Regions from separate parts of the Oryctolagus cuniculus genome. Here region 2 is linked to region 1. Evidence: chromatin contacts called from public Micro-C data. All regions are on one chromosome and are shown on one strand. Each heading gives the region's core, a stretch centred on a gene start, on an enhancer-like site or on the middle of the called end of the contact. The rest is flanking DNA. Distances are from core to core; before and after follow the strand shown. Region 1 overlaps NR3C1 (nuclear receptor subfamily 3 group C member 1). Region 2 holds the start of LOC127490646 (collagen, type I, alpha 1b-like).

The links. A called contact is a pair of places that touch in the nucleus more often than the background predicts.
Region 2: a Micro-C map of ear pinna shows a contact between it and region 1, with 2.2 times the contacts expected there. The contact joins the promoter of LOC127490646 here to the enhancer-like site in region 1. A contact is called at or near these places in 3 of 6 Hi-C or Micro-C datasets (ear pinna, psoas muscle and an unstated tissue).

Annotation. Positions count from the first base shown.
Region 1 is chr6:30,794,860-30,797,829 of mOryCun1.1, reverse strand. All of the region lies in intron 1 of NR3C1 (nuclear receptor subfamily 3 group C member 1), which reads left to right. It overlaps LOC138850174 (a long non-coding RNA gene), which reads right to left. Exons shown (of 3, transcript XR_011389784.1): 2 at 2,327-2,970; 3 at 1-1,224. Among named protein-coding and RNA genes, the nearest start is that of NR3C1, 48 kb to the left of the region's middle. Within about 2 kb of position 1,384, at least 2 of the 8 cell types and tissues checked have an H3K27ac peak or open chromatin away from gene starts, as enhancers often do. A contact at or near this core is called in ear pinna, where this site is marked.
Region 2 is chr6:30,842,599-30,846,017 of mOryCun1.1, reverse strand. LOC127490646 (collagen, type I, alpha 1b-like) reads right to left here and starts at 1,330. Exons shown (of 4, transcript XM_070075913.1): 1 at 1,326-1,330; 2 at 325-1,129; 3 at 1-116. The coding sequence starts at 1,330. It overlaps NR3C1 (nuclear receptor subfamily 3 group C member 1), which reads left to right and starts at 2,057. Exons shown (of 8, transcript NM_001082147.1): 1 at 2,057-3,231. The coding sequence starts at 2,057.

The sequences.
Region 1 (2,970 bases), core at 135-2,634:
CCAAGGCCACAAATCTGGGCACCTTTCCAGATATTAACTACTGGAACAAAGATAGAACTTGATTTATTTACTGACTGAAGTCTAATTTAGATGTTACATCCCAGGGTGGTCACAGAGACAATGTGTGTACTCGGACCCCGTTTATGCATGTATTTCTTCTTGTTTGCATGCTGAGAAAGAAAATTAACCTCAGTATTATGATCGCTAGCACTAAGCTTTTTCAGAAAAAAATGAATGTTTAGCAAATAAGATAGGATAATATAATACTTTAATTCAATGAAAATTTTCTTATGGAAATTATGAAGGACACAGAAAAATAGAACAAGTAGCAGAAGATACATTCGACCAAAAGATTGTGGGAACTGAAATTCCAAAAAAGATGGGGTAAAATGAACAAAAAAAAAAATGGGGTTTCTGGGGAACAATCTAAACTAGCTCGGAATGTTTGAAAGTCTTAAAATCCACAACGTGGACTGGTAATAAGATGGTTTGCTCTGACACTTGGGCCTGAGATTTAAATGAAATTGTTGACATACTAGAAAATGACTGTAATGAAATGATTTATTTAGGGTACTGTAACAGTGAAAGATGAGAGTTTCTAGACCTACTGAAAAATCCGCTCAGGAAGCACCTAAGGAAGCCGCCACACAGCAGTGCTTTTTGTCTGCTGTATACTATCTAGTTCTGGGTGATTCTCTGGGGTTGTATGCTCCTCCTGCTATACGGAGTGCTGTTTAAGGGATCGGTCATTTCTGTCCTTGGTCTTCTTTCTGCTATAGATGAGTATCTTCGAAAGTTATTTTGGTTCCTTAAGGTCCTTTGGGCTGGATGTTGTTCAGAATCATTGCCTTTTTATGCAGACACATTTTTATTGGAGAGGTGCAAAGAGAGCACACTACATCTGCTGGGTCACTCTCCAAATGCCTGCCACAGCTCGGCCTAGGCCCAGCTGAAGCCAGGACTGGGGAAGTCTGTCTGGGTGTTCCTCGTGTAGCAGGGACCATGTACTTGAGCTGTCACCTGCTGCCTGCCAGGGTCTTTATTCGCAAGAAGGCAGAATCAGGAGTGGATCCAGGACTCAGATCCCCCAGTAGGGGATGCAGGAGTCCAAGCGGGGGCTTAATTGCTAGGTCCAATGCCGACTCCTTTTCATGCAGATATTGTAACATTAATTGAATACTCGATGTAAGATGCATACTGAAGATTTCAGTGGCATCACGTGGCCTGGGGAAGACATTGTAGGGATTAGTTATCAGGGACAAGCATGGTCGAAGAGAAGAACGGTTCTTAAACCTCCTTCTCCCTGATCTGAACCAGTCAGTGCGGGTAGGAGAAGTGGCTTGCCAAGGGCTAAACACCAGTGTGACTTCTGGGAGCTGGCCAGGAAATGGTAACTAAAATCATTATGTTTTTCTTGTCTCTAGATAATAAGGATTCTTGGTGGGTTCTCCCCCTTCTCTGCTTATTAAGTAGATATTCCATTTCTTAGTAATCTCAATCTTCATGCTAGATACTGCTCATGTAAAGCAGTTTTAATCTATTTCAGTCTAACTGATGCAAGTTCAAATACATTATATTAAAAAGTACGTAAAGTGATGAGGACACTACCCATTGTTTTACTTGAAGATTGTCTGTTGAGGCATGATTATTTGATTTAGAAATGCTGAGGTTATGAAAAGTAGATTAGAATATTTGGGGGCCATATTAAAAATAATATCTGTAAAGATTTAATAAAGCTTATAAACCCCTTTTGCTTTGTTGATCTGTTTTGAAAAGACACTCTGACTGTGCCTGTAGGCATTCCTTCTCTGTGGTGTGATTGGTAGACAGGGAGTAAACAACTTACTGTAAATGGGCACCATGCCAGCTGGCTTCAGGCAGCACCAAGCTTGTGACTTGCAGTCAGGGCTGGGAAAATGCCTTTTAACTTGTTCATTTCTACTTCTGTATGCATGGAAAAAATGCCTAACTGTACTAATGTATTAAATAGCTTTATCAAATCTGTTAGGGCTTAGAAATCTTTCACAAGTGTCCTGGAATTTGTTGGTACTGTTTGATTGGATCTAAGAACCTCTAATATAATTATAAGAAGTTTTAAAAAGATAGTTTCAATAATTAAAAGGATTTTCTGAAATTGGCTTGCTCCTCAACTTGTTAGATTTAATTGGGGTAATATTTTGTAATATCTCTAATCTGTTGTCAACATACTTAATTTGCTATCCACCACTGTTTGGGGGGTAGGTGTTACCTGATACAGAAAACTGAAGGCATTTTTGCCAATTAACCTGACAGCTTAGCAAAGAGGAAATGGTGTTAACTGTCTTACCAAAGATGACCTACACTGACAGCATTCGTTTGGAGCTGGCTGGTGAACCATTCCATCGCTGAAGCCGGCTGAGCGTCTTCCCTGTGTGAAAAGTGAAGGCTGCAGAATTCTGTACAATTGGTAACTGAAAGTAGTTAAGACCTAGCAACTCAACAAATGCTTCTGTTTAATTTTTTATTAACATTGGAGTGGCTGGGTAGAATCACATTACTAACTCGCAGTTTTCTAAAAGATTAATTGTGGATTTCTATTTAAAGAAATAGCAACTAAGAGCAAACATAACTTGTTAATTGTATGAAGATAGGGTTTTTATCTACATTAAAATTTACTTTCAAAATTCTAAGAAAAACAGATATTTTAAAGTCATGTATACTTAAAACTGTTAATTAAGAATACAGTAATGTAGCTTGTGTCATAACTCTTGGATCTTTAACACCTTAACATCTCTACTGTATCTGACAGAGTTATTTAGTGTAAGGATTCACTGTATGTAAAATCAGACTATTAAAACAAATTAGGCCAGCGCCGCGGCTCATTAGGCTAATCCTCCACCTGTGGCGCCGGCACACCGGGTTCTAGTCCCGGTCGGGGTGCCGGATTCTGTCCCAGTTGCCCCTCTTCCAGGCCAGCTCTCTGCTGTGGCC
Region 2 (3,419 bases), core at 81-2,580, 48 kb before region 1:
AGGGCAGCGCGCGGGTGACAGCGCTGGCCTCTTCCTCTCCCTCCGTCGCCGTCGCCCGGCCGGGCCGAGGGGGAGGAACCGGAGCGGTGGCAGCGAGGGGAGCCTCCTCGAGCGGCCTAGGGTTGACAAGCCGGTGGCTCCCCGGCGGGAATCCCGGCCTTTTTTCGTGCCCCTTCTCCTCCCCCGCACCCCAGTCTCGTTGGCTTTTCCCCCCAAAGGGGCCGCCTCGACACCCCGGTTTTGTGTGTTTTTTATTTATTTATTTATTTATTTAAAAAAATTTTTGTTGAGGTGAGCGCCGAGCCGCGCTTGGGCTCTGCTCGCCCGCGGGTTCTCCTCGCCCGCAGGTTTCCCCTCCGGTCCCGGTGCGCAGCGTTTGTGGCGGGCGTGCGGGGCTGAGCGCGCGGGGGCGAGGGCGAGCGCGCCCGCAACCGCCGAGACTTCGGCCGGGCTGGTGTTATCGGAGCGAGTGGGCGTGTCGGGGAGCACGCAACAGGTCTGGACGCGTCGCGCTCGGCTCGCGCCGCGGCGCGGGGGCCCCCTGTGGGAAGAGAGACCCTCCCCGCCCGGGCCGAGGTGGGTGCTGCGGTTTGTGGCAAGTGCTGGCTCGGCGCGGGGGGCTCCGCAGCCCCCGGCGAGAGACGCCCCCTCGGCGTGGTTCGCGCGGGCCCCCGGAGCGTGGCGGGGCTGTTTGCGGTCTTCGCGCGGGGGGTTCGGGTCTCGCTGGAGGGGGCGTTTCGCCGCCTGAGGTATTGTTTTGGTTTCGGGTTGGAAGGCAGCTGTCAGGGAAGCGGCGGGGAAATTCATTAGGCTGCGATCGGCGCGCGGTGTTGGGAGATCGCTGCCCGAGGAAGGCGGGCGGGCGGGGAAGCCGCGGCCCGCGGGAGGTGTGCGGGCCCCCACCCAGCTCTGCATCCGCGCTGACGTCCGCGTGCGGGGAAAAAGTTTTCTTGGGTTGCACGGGATTGGCCCGCCGTGTCCCCGGAGCGCTCGGGGCAGCCCTGGCGTCCCGAGCACGGACTGCGCGCCGGTCTGGCTGCGCCCCTGCCTGGGGACTGCCGCTCCTGGGGTCCGGCGTGATCCTGCAGCTCTGCGCTCTTCTGTTTCTCGGTGTTTGGAAAGGCGGACTCTTGAGAGAAGAAATCGGGGTTCGTACTGAGGGTCTTAAGCAAATTTTTTTTAAAAAAAACGATAAGGTTTCATCTAGATGTTGGGAAGTTATAAGGACCAGATAACTATAAACTACAGTGTCGTGGGAAGCTACAACACATTTTGTTGAGCTTTTTTTTAAATCTTAAGTTTTAGTTGGCCCGTATACAACTTACCTCATTTTATATATTTAAAATGTGGAGGTGGGCACTATTAGATGTAGCAGGTCAGGAATACGCATTTAAAAATAGGAGCTTTTTGCCAGCCCGTAGACGATAAGGAGCACGTCAGCGTTGTTTGTTTTTTAATAAAACGTGCCTGGTTCACCAGTAGATTGTACTGAAAAGGGCTGGAGCTGTGAGTAGCTGGTAGGGGAGGTTGAATTTGGGGGAAATTAGGGGCTAGAGAATTCGAGCTTAGTGTTCACCAAATGTTAGCTGTGTTGGTGCTCAGAAAAGCAAACCACCTTGATTGAGAGGAGAGGAATTTTGATGGGAACACACTGTTTAAATGAAATACTTTGACATCAATCTGAACCTTCAGAATACTCAGCTGTAGTGAGTTAGAATGTCGGCGATGCGCAAGGCAGCACGTTCAGGGAGTGGCAGGCTGAATAGCCCAGCTTCGTCCCATTCAATTCTGCCCTTGCCTGTGCGGTGGACTGCACTGCACTTTGGAATGGGGTGCACTGAGTGGGAGCAGGGACGGGGCTTTCTGTTCTGCGGGGTAGAAACTTCTCTGCTGGTAACGAAGAATTTGTTCCAGAGTTAACTAAAAGGTTCATTTAACAAGCTGTTACTAATCGGATCGCGGAGACAATGTGAGGTTATAGCTTACCATGTCCCAACCCCCACCCCACCCCACCCTTTTTTTTTTTTTTTTTTTTTTTTGTAGCTAATATTCACTGATGGACTCCAAAGAATCATTAAGTCCCCCGGGTAGAGAGGAGGTCCCCAGCAGTGTGCTCAGGCCGGCGGAGCGCGGGAATGTGATGGACTTGTACAAAACCCTAAGGGGAGGAGCTCCTGTGAGGGTGCCTGCATCTTCTCCCTCACTGGCTCCTGCTGCGCAGCCGGACTCCAAGCAGCAGAGACTCGCGGTGGACTTTCCGAAAGGCTCAGCCAGCAATGCCCAGCAGCCGGATCTGTCCAGAGCAGTGTCACTCTCGATGGGATTGTATATGGGCGAGACAGAAACCAAAGTGATGGGCAGTGACCTGGCTTTCCCGCAGCAGGGCCAAACCAGCCTTTCCTCTGGGGAAACGGACTTCCGGCTTCTGGAAGAAAGCATCGCGAGCCTCAACAGGTCGGCTAGTGCTGCAGACAACCCCAGGAGCACAGCGCCTGCTGCTGGGTCTGCCGCCCCCACAGAGGGGTTTCCAAAAACTCACTCTGACCTGGCCTCCGAACGGCAGAATCCGAAGGGCCAGACTGGCAGCAGCGCCGGCAGTGCCAAGTTGCACCCCACAGACCAAAGCACCTTTGACATTTTGCAGGATTTGGAGTTTTCTTCTGGGTCCCCAAGTAAAGACAGGAGCGAGAGCCCTTGGAGGTCAGACCTGTTGGTGGACGAGAACTGTCTGCTTTCTCCTTTGGCGGGAGAAGATGATCCATTCCTTTTGGAAGGGAATTCGAGCGAGGACTGTAAGCCTCTTATTTTACCGGACACGAAACCTAAAATTAAGGATAATGGAGATCTGATCTTATCAAACTCCAACAATGTACCACTGCCCCAAGTGAAAACCGAGAAGGAAGATTTCATCGAACTCTGCACCCCTGGGGTAATTAAGCAAGAGAAACTGGGCCCAGTGTACTGTCAGGCAAGCTTTTCTGGGGCAAATATAATTGGTAATAAAATATCTGCCATTTCTGTTCATGGCGTGAGTACCTCCGGAGGACAGATGTACCACTATGACATGAACGCACAGCAGCAGGAGCAGAAGCCTCTTTTTAATGTCATTCCGCCAATTCCTGTTGGTTCAGAAAATTGGAATCGCTGCCAAGGGTCTGGAGATGACAACTTGACTTCCCTGGGGACTATGAACTTCCCTGGCCGGTCGGTGTTTTCCAACGGCTATTCAAGGTGAGTCGGAGGATTTTCTGTTTCTTAAGAGTGGTGCACTTGAGATCGATTGATGGCTGTAAGTGTTCACCTATTTGTATTTGTTCTCCAGAGATTCAGGGGCTTTTTCGTATGTGTAAGTTGAAGTGGCCTTTTGAAAGTAGGCATGGTAGATAACTAAAAGGTTTATCAGTACAGAACCATTTGTT